2 separate regions of the Macaca mulatta genome follow, and region 1 is linked to region 2. The links are chromatin contacts, called in public Hi-C maps. All regions are on one chromosome and are shown on one strand. Each heading gives the region's core, a stretch centred on a gene start, on an enhancer-like site or on the middle of the called end of the contact. The rest is flanking DNA. Distances are from core to core; before and after follow the strand shown.

What was found. A called contact is a pair of places that touch in the nucleus more often than the background predicts.
Region 1: a Hi-C map of CD4 T cells shows a contact between it and region 2, with 2.8 times the contacts expected there. The contact joins the promoter of SAP130 here to the promoter of UGGT1 in region 2. A contact is called at or near these places in 6 of 14 Hi-C or Micro-C datasets (CD4 T cells, blood, cortical neurons and 3 more).

Annotation. Positions count from the first base shown.
Region 1 is chr12:9,246,586-9,249,717 of T2T-MMU8v2.0, forward strand. SAP130 (Sin3A associated protein 130) reads left to right here and starts at 1,439. Exons shown (of 20, transcript XM_077956764.1): 1 at 1,439-1,558. It overlaps WDR33 (WD repeat domain 33), which reads left to right and starts at 2,181. Exons shown (of 23, transcript XM_077956741.1): 1 at 2,181-2,190.
Region 2 is chr12:9,195,555-9,198,711 of T2T-MMU8v2.0, forward strand. It overlaps UGGT1 (UDP-glucose glycoprotein glucosyltransferase 1), which reads right to left and starts at 1,519. Exons shown (of 41, transcript XR_003721203.2): 1 at 1,294-1,519.

The DNA of each region.
Region 1 (3,132 bases), core at 189-2,688, 51 kb after region 2:
AGCTAAACGAGATGAGCTCTAAGCGAGGACCGATGAGTTTGAAGTTGAGTAGGTGTTGGCAACTTTTGGGGAGCAGTCTGAGAAGAGCGGCAACTCCAAAAGGGATAAGGACTGCCTAGGCAGACAGGAGGCTGATCACAGCAGTCACTCTTTAGAAGTTTGAGAATGAAGGGAAGAAGGTGGAAAAGGAAAGTGGCTTGAAAAGGAGGAGTATCTTGGCCGGGCGCGGTGGCTCAAGCCTATAATCCCAGCACTTTGGGAGGCCGACACGGGCGGATCACGAGGTCAGGAGTTCGAGACCATCCTGGCTAACACGGTGAAACCCCGTCTCTACTAAAAAATACAAAAAACTAGCCGGGCGAGGTGGCAGGCGCCTGTAGTCCCGGCTACTCGGGAGGCTGAGGCAGGAGAATGGCGTAAACCCGGGAGGCGGAGCTTGCAGTGAGCTGAGATCCGGCCACTGCACTCCACCCTGGGCGACACAGCGGGACTCCGTCTCAAAAAAAAAAAAAAAGAAAGAAAAGGAGGAGTATCTGAGACTCATCCCTGGGCTATAGCCAGGAGCTACTCTCTTCTAACCAAACAGTTGTCTTACACAGCTGTGCATGACAGCAAGAGAGGGGGTTGAGCCCCATTTATTTCCTAACTAATCACAAAACTCCAGGCCTAAACTACCATCTGGTAAGGGAAGAGGGAGACTTAATCTCTTATGCAAATGTGGCCTCAAAAGATATGGCTATGTCTTCTACAGGCGCATAAACTCCAACCCTGAACCCCAAACAAAATGACAAAATAAAACTGCCCCCTTCAGCGCCTTCATAATCTGGAAAGTGCGCGCAGGTGCGCCCCGGCCGCCCGGAGTCCTGCATCCTGCCGGCCTGCTTTCACAGAGCCGCGCCCGCGCCGCGCCTGGCGGCTCCCGCCGCGCGTAGGCTGTGCCGACCGCGGTCCCCGGTGGGGACACCGAGTCCCACTCGCGGCGTAGGGAGGCGGGCACCGTCACGACACTGGTCCGGCCCGCGGATCCCTTGGCCGCCGCAGTTGGCCTCCATTACCCTTTCCCGCGCCGCGCCTCCCCGCGGGGAAAATGAAACCTAGTGCCCTCAGGTTGAGACACAGGGTGGGATCCACTGTCTTCTCACTTAGCCAAGAGAAAAGACAGAACCGACTTCAGACAGCAAAGGGGTGTGTTGCCCTGGCCGGGTCGCCTGCGGCCCCGCCCCGGCGCTCTCCACCTCCTTCGCGGCCCGCCCTCTTGGCTCCCGCGACTACATTTCCCAGAGGACGCCGCGGCTCCGAGGGGCGGGCCCGTCCGCTCTCCCGCTCACGACCACCGGCGACTGGCTGACTCGGCAGGGGGCGGGGCCTGCGCCAGCCAATAGACGGGAGGCTCGTTACGGCGGCGGAAGCAGCGGCGCTGGAGTGAGGGGTGGGGGGCAGAGTGCTAGCTCCCCGGCGGTGGCTGCGGGTCGGGAACCTGGGGACGTCGGCCCCGCAGACAGAGAGCGCGCGGGAGCGAGCTCAAGGCGGCGCGGCGGCCACTCGGCGCAGCACCCAGGTAATGGCGGGACGGGAGCCCGGGAGGGAAGGGGAGGAGACGAGGGGGCGGGGCGGCCGAGCCGGGCTGCAGCGTCCGTCCCGTTGCGCGTCCCCGGGGAAGGGCAGAGGATCCTCGTCTCCTGCAGCTCGGACCGCGGCTCTTTGGCGAGCTGGGCACGGCAGTTGGGCCGGCGACAGGGGCTGGGTGTCCTGTGGCGAGGAAGGGAGAGGCACCGGGAGGGGTGGGCTGACCCGGGCGTGGGGGCGTGGCGGACGTGGGCCTTGGCGGGGAAGCAGAGCGGTCGGGGGAGCGCGGGCGGGCGGGCGGCCCAGGGAGTTTGGCTCCTGGAGCAGTTTAAAGTGACTCTCCACATCCGGGCCCTGCGCCCGCCGCTTTCAGACCCTGGCCAAGGCGGGGCCTCCCCGCTCCCCGCCCCCCTCGCCGGGGGCGCCTGTCTTCCTCTGCCATTGGTTCAGCCTCGAGGGGTTTGGGCTGCCCCGGCCAGGCTCGCGCCTGATTGGCTGGCGGTCGGCGGGAGGGTGGGGCGGGTCCTGACCGTGTAGGTCGCTGTGGATTGGTCCTGGGCCTCCACTGACGCGCCGGGCGTGGGGCCAATGGGCGGGCGGGGGAGGCAGGGGCAGGTTCGGGGGAAGAGGACTGCGAGCACAGCGGCGGCCGGGTGTTGGGGGTGAGTGGGGCCAGCGGGGCTGGACAGCGGCGGGCCCCGGGCGCCGCCGCCGCGATCCCTCCCCGCGCCCCCCGAGCGCATCGCCGCCGCCGAGATGGGCCCTCCGCGGCACCCCCAGGCCGGCGAGCTAGAAGCGGGCGGTGCGGGCGGCGGGCGGCGGCTACAGGTAAAGAGGCACAGTGCTCGCCTTGTGGTCGGGTCCCCAGAACGCCCGTCCGCACCCCTACCCCGGAGACGGGGATCTCGCACTCCGAGGTGTCTGGAAATCGGCGTCCTCCCATCTCAGCGGGGGCTTCGCGGTGGGGTGGGGTTGCGGGCGAATCAGGGGAGATCGCTTGGCTCCTGGGGGAAAAGTGGGGGACGATTTTAGGGAAGATGGAGAAGGTGTAGGGTCCTCTGGCTCTGTGGGGGGTCTATGAAAGGGAAAGAAAAGGAAATCCGTAAATGGAAGCCTTTGCAGAAAAGCGTTGGAGAATTCCTTTTGCATCAGGTCTGAATGTAAAACATCCGATCCTTTCTTAGGGCTGGGTATCTTCCTCCGAATGTTCCTATGACATGCTAATCACAGTTCTGTTCACCTTGGTGTGAGGTTTGAGTGTTTCGAAGAGACATGCCATTTTCCATAAAACTTTACACAGAGAAATACACATGCATTGTGGTAATACCTGTCATGTGACTCTTGTACAGGATTCAATGGTGATTTTTTTAGCATGGCAATCCACAAGTATTTATGGAGGGTTATAGTACACGCCAGCTCCGTATAAACGATATTGGTAGAAAACTTAGGTAGTTTAGATAATGTCTGCATTTATATTGATCCTACGTTATTGTTTTTAAATAGATGATGCAACATTTGCTTTTCCGAGGGACTATCTCATAGGTACTAAAGATGCTTTAATTTCTC
Region 2 (3,157 bases), core at 269-2,768:
GTGCCTGTAATCCCAGCTACTTGGGAGGCAGAGGCATGAGAATCACTTGAACCGCGGAGGCAGAGGTTGTAGTGAGCCGAGATCGCCTCATTATTGCACTCCAGCCTAGAAGACAAGAGCGAAACTCCATCTCAAAAAAAAAAAAAGAAAAAAGAAAATTATCACATTGTCTTGTATTGTTACAGGGAAACTTAAAAAAGAAAATGCTCACAGACAGCTGCAGGAAAATTCTAAAAGAATTTTCTTCATAGTTTAATATATTCCCCTGAAGTTCAATGTGCATTATAAATGTGCTATGCTACTATACGAGTATTATGCTCACTTCCTTTAGTAAGTTTCATGTGGCCAGGAGTTCAAGATCAGACTGGGACATAACAAGACCTCGTCTCTACAAAAAAATAAATAAGAATTTTTAAAAATAAGCTTCAGCTAAGTTTATCAAAAGGAAGTCAAGTGTTGCTAAATTCGACTTGCTTTAAAAAAAAAAAAAGCAAAGTGAAAGGCTACAATCATTCCAAGTTTTTTGGTGCTGTCTTCAAACGCTTGCCAAGTGTAAGATTATTGAAAGAAAGAGCGCACTTTACACTAAAATTGGCTGGCAAGTGCATCAGTGAATGTTTCCGAAACAGTTAGTGTGGCACAATAAGGCAAAAGACCCCAGGACTTCAAACGAACAAAATATGCTCCTTCTCAAATCTGGCAAGAAATGCAAAACAACTGCAGATTCTGGCCAAGGAACAAAAACAGTTCATATCTATAAGTTATTGGCGACGCTGCAGATCTCAATCTGGCAGGTCCCACACTAAAAGTGAAACCGGATCATCCAATTTCCAGCCAACAGATCACAGTATTAAACGAAAACAGCAACCAAGGCACATCAACCCGAATTCATTTTAGGAAAAATAGAAATCTATTTTAAAAGGCACGTCGTTCTGCAATCAGGGTCCAGCAAAGTGCTGGTTCTCAACTCACTGAGGATCAAGCTTGGTCTAAATTCATGGTAGGACACTTCCCCCACTTCCTTCTGCACTTGGGCACAAGGATCCAAAGCTCTTCAGAAAAGGTTCAAGATCTCTGAACAGAGCCAGCCGCCACCCCCGCGGAAGCGATACCTTGCCAAGACCACCACTGAGGGCAACTCAGGGCGCTCGCGAATAGGGGAAGGGATAGGACACCGGAGGGGAAACTGAGTCACGGTAGAGGCGAAAGCTCAATGTGACGGGGGCACAGGGTCGCCTTGCGCTCCAAACCCTCTCTCCATCCATGAGGCCTCCTCACGCCACCCCTGGGTACCTGTCACCGGCAGCGCAGCCGCGGCACACGCACCGCTCGCGTCTCCCTTGCCGCCTATGCCCGGGCCGTGGTTAGTCCGCCACAGGGCCAGGGACAACGCCAGGGCGGGGCGGGGCTGCAGCGGCGGTGCAGGCTGCGCCAGTGAGAAGCCGACACGCGCCTTTCCCGCGGCTCGGCTCAACACCCAGTCTCGCAAAGCAATTGCCCGGCTGCCGGCCGCCCTCTTACTTCCGCTTCCTAAAGGCGAACGCTAGAGGACTTCCGGCTACCGAGTCGAGACCTAGCAGGCCAGAGCGTCGGGCGGTCGGCGTCTTATCCCCGAGCGGGGGCGTCCGGCGTCTCTCCGCACTTCCGCTCTCCTGGGTGGCGGGTCGGCTGCCAGTCCTCAAGGTCTTGGGAAGGTTCGTTGTGCCAGCAGCTGAGACCCGAAACCTTTAACAGTCGATGAAATCCAATTTGGACTCTGGGACCTACTCCGTTAAACGTTTGTTAAAAGCTGACTCCCTTTAGCCTTTCGGTGGCACAGTAAGGACACTTGGCTTAATGTTTCTGAGCATCTTCGACTTTATACTAAACCCTAAAATGTTGATAGCTACCTTCCAGGGGGGCAGGATGAAAGGAAGACTTTTTAAATTTTAGGAGCCGATTTAGCTTATCTTATTCGGGCAGCGGCAGCTTAGTCTGCAGGGACTGCTTTGTCCATTTATTTATTTATTTATTTATTTATTTTTAACTAATGTAAACCAGTTTAAAATTGTTTTGCAATAGGTAGCATTTAACCCACCCAGAAATGAATGTCTCTTGGAGGGTATGTGTTTAACTATATTAAGTCAAAGTGAATGAAAAGCCAAAAATACTTTTGTATTCTTTTGGATTTGGAGTCTGGCTCTATCTCCCAGGCTGGAGTGCTGTGGCGCAATCTCGGCTCACTGCAACCTCCGCCCCCGGATTCAAGCGATTCTCCCGCCTCAGCCTCCCCAGTAGCTGGGATTACAGGCGCCCGCCACCGCACCGGGCTGATTTTTGTCTTTTTAGTAGAGACGGGGTTTCACTCTGTTAGCCAGGCTGGTCTCGAACTCTTGACCTCAGGTGATCCACCCGCCTCGGCCTCCCCAGTGCTGGGATTACAGGCATGAGCCACCACACCCGGCCCAAGATAATTTTAGGAAATAAACATGAGCCAAGATGATGATGAAGGGGAGGAAGGAAAGGAGGATGAAGGAGATGAGTAATAGAACACTGATGGATTCCAGCCTTCCTTTTTTTTTTTTTTTTAACATTTTCTCCAGTCCCTGGGAGCAAGTTGCAGTCTTTCCCCCCGCCCCCTACTTGTGCTCAGTCTCCCTGTTCTTGAGGTTTCTTTACACTCTGGTTCTCAACTTATTTTGGGGGAAATACCTTGAGCAGAATACAATGGGAAAAGAGGCTCTAACGCTTTCTGTTCGAAATTCATTTTTATCCCTTGCCTGTCTGAGCAAAAACTGTATGGAATCACCACCACCCAGCTCTGTGGAAAAAAAGAAAAACCTACCTCCTTCGCTCTGCTGGAAGCTGGAGGGCTCTAGGCCCCTGCGTAGCAGAGCCTTCAATTCTAGCTTTCTTCCTGCTGGCTCTGTATGTTGGGCTCGGAGAGTACACTGGGTCTCTAGTGAATATGGACAGTTAGCATTTACCAACATCTTTCTGTCTACTTTCTCGTGTTTAAAAAAAGAAAGAAAAACTTTTTTAAAATGGGATTCTAGAATTCAGCAAAGAATGGGTCTGAGATGTTTGGATGGGTTCAGTGGACATTTTACAACATGGCTTCTCCTTTGGCATGTTTAATTGTGATGTTTGATAGACATCCTTGCGTAAGATGACACTT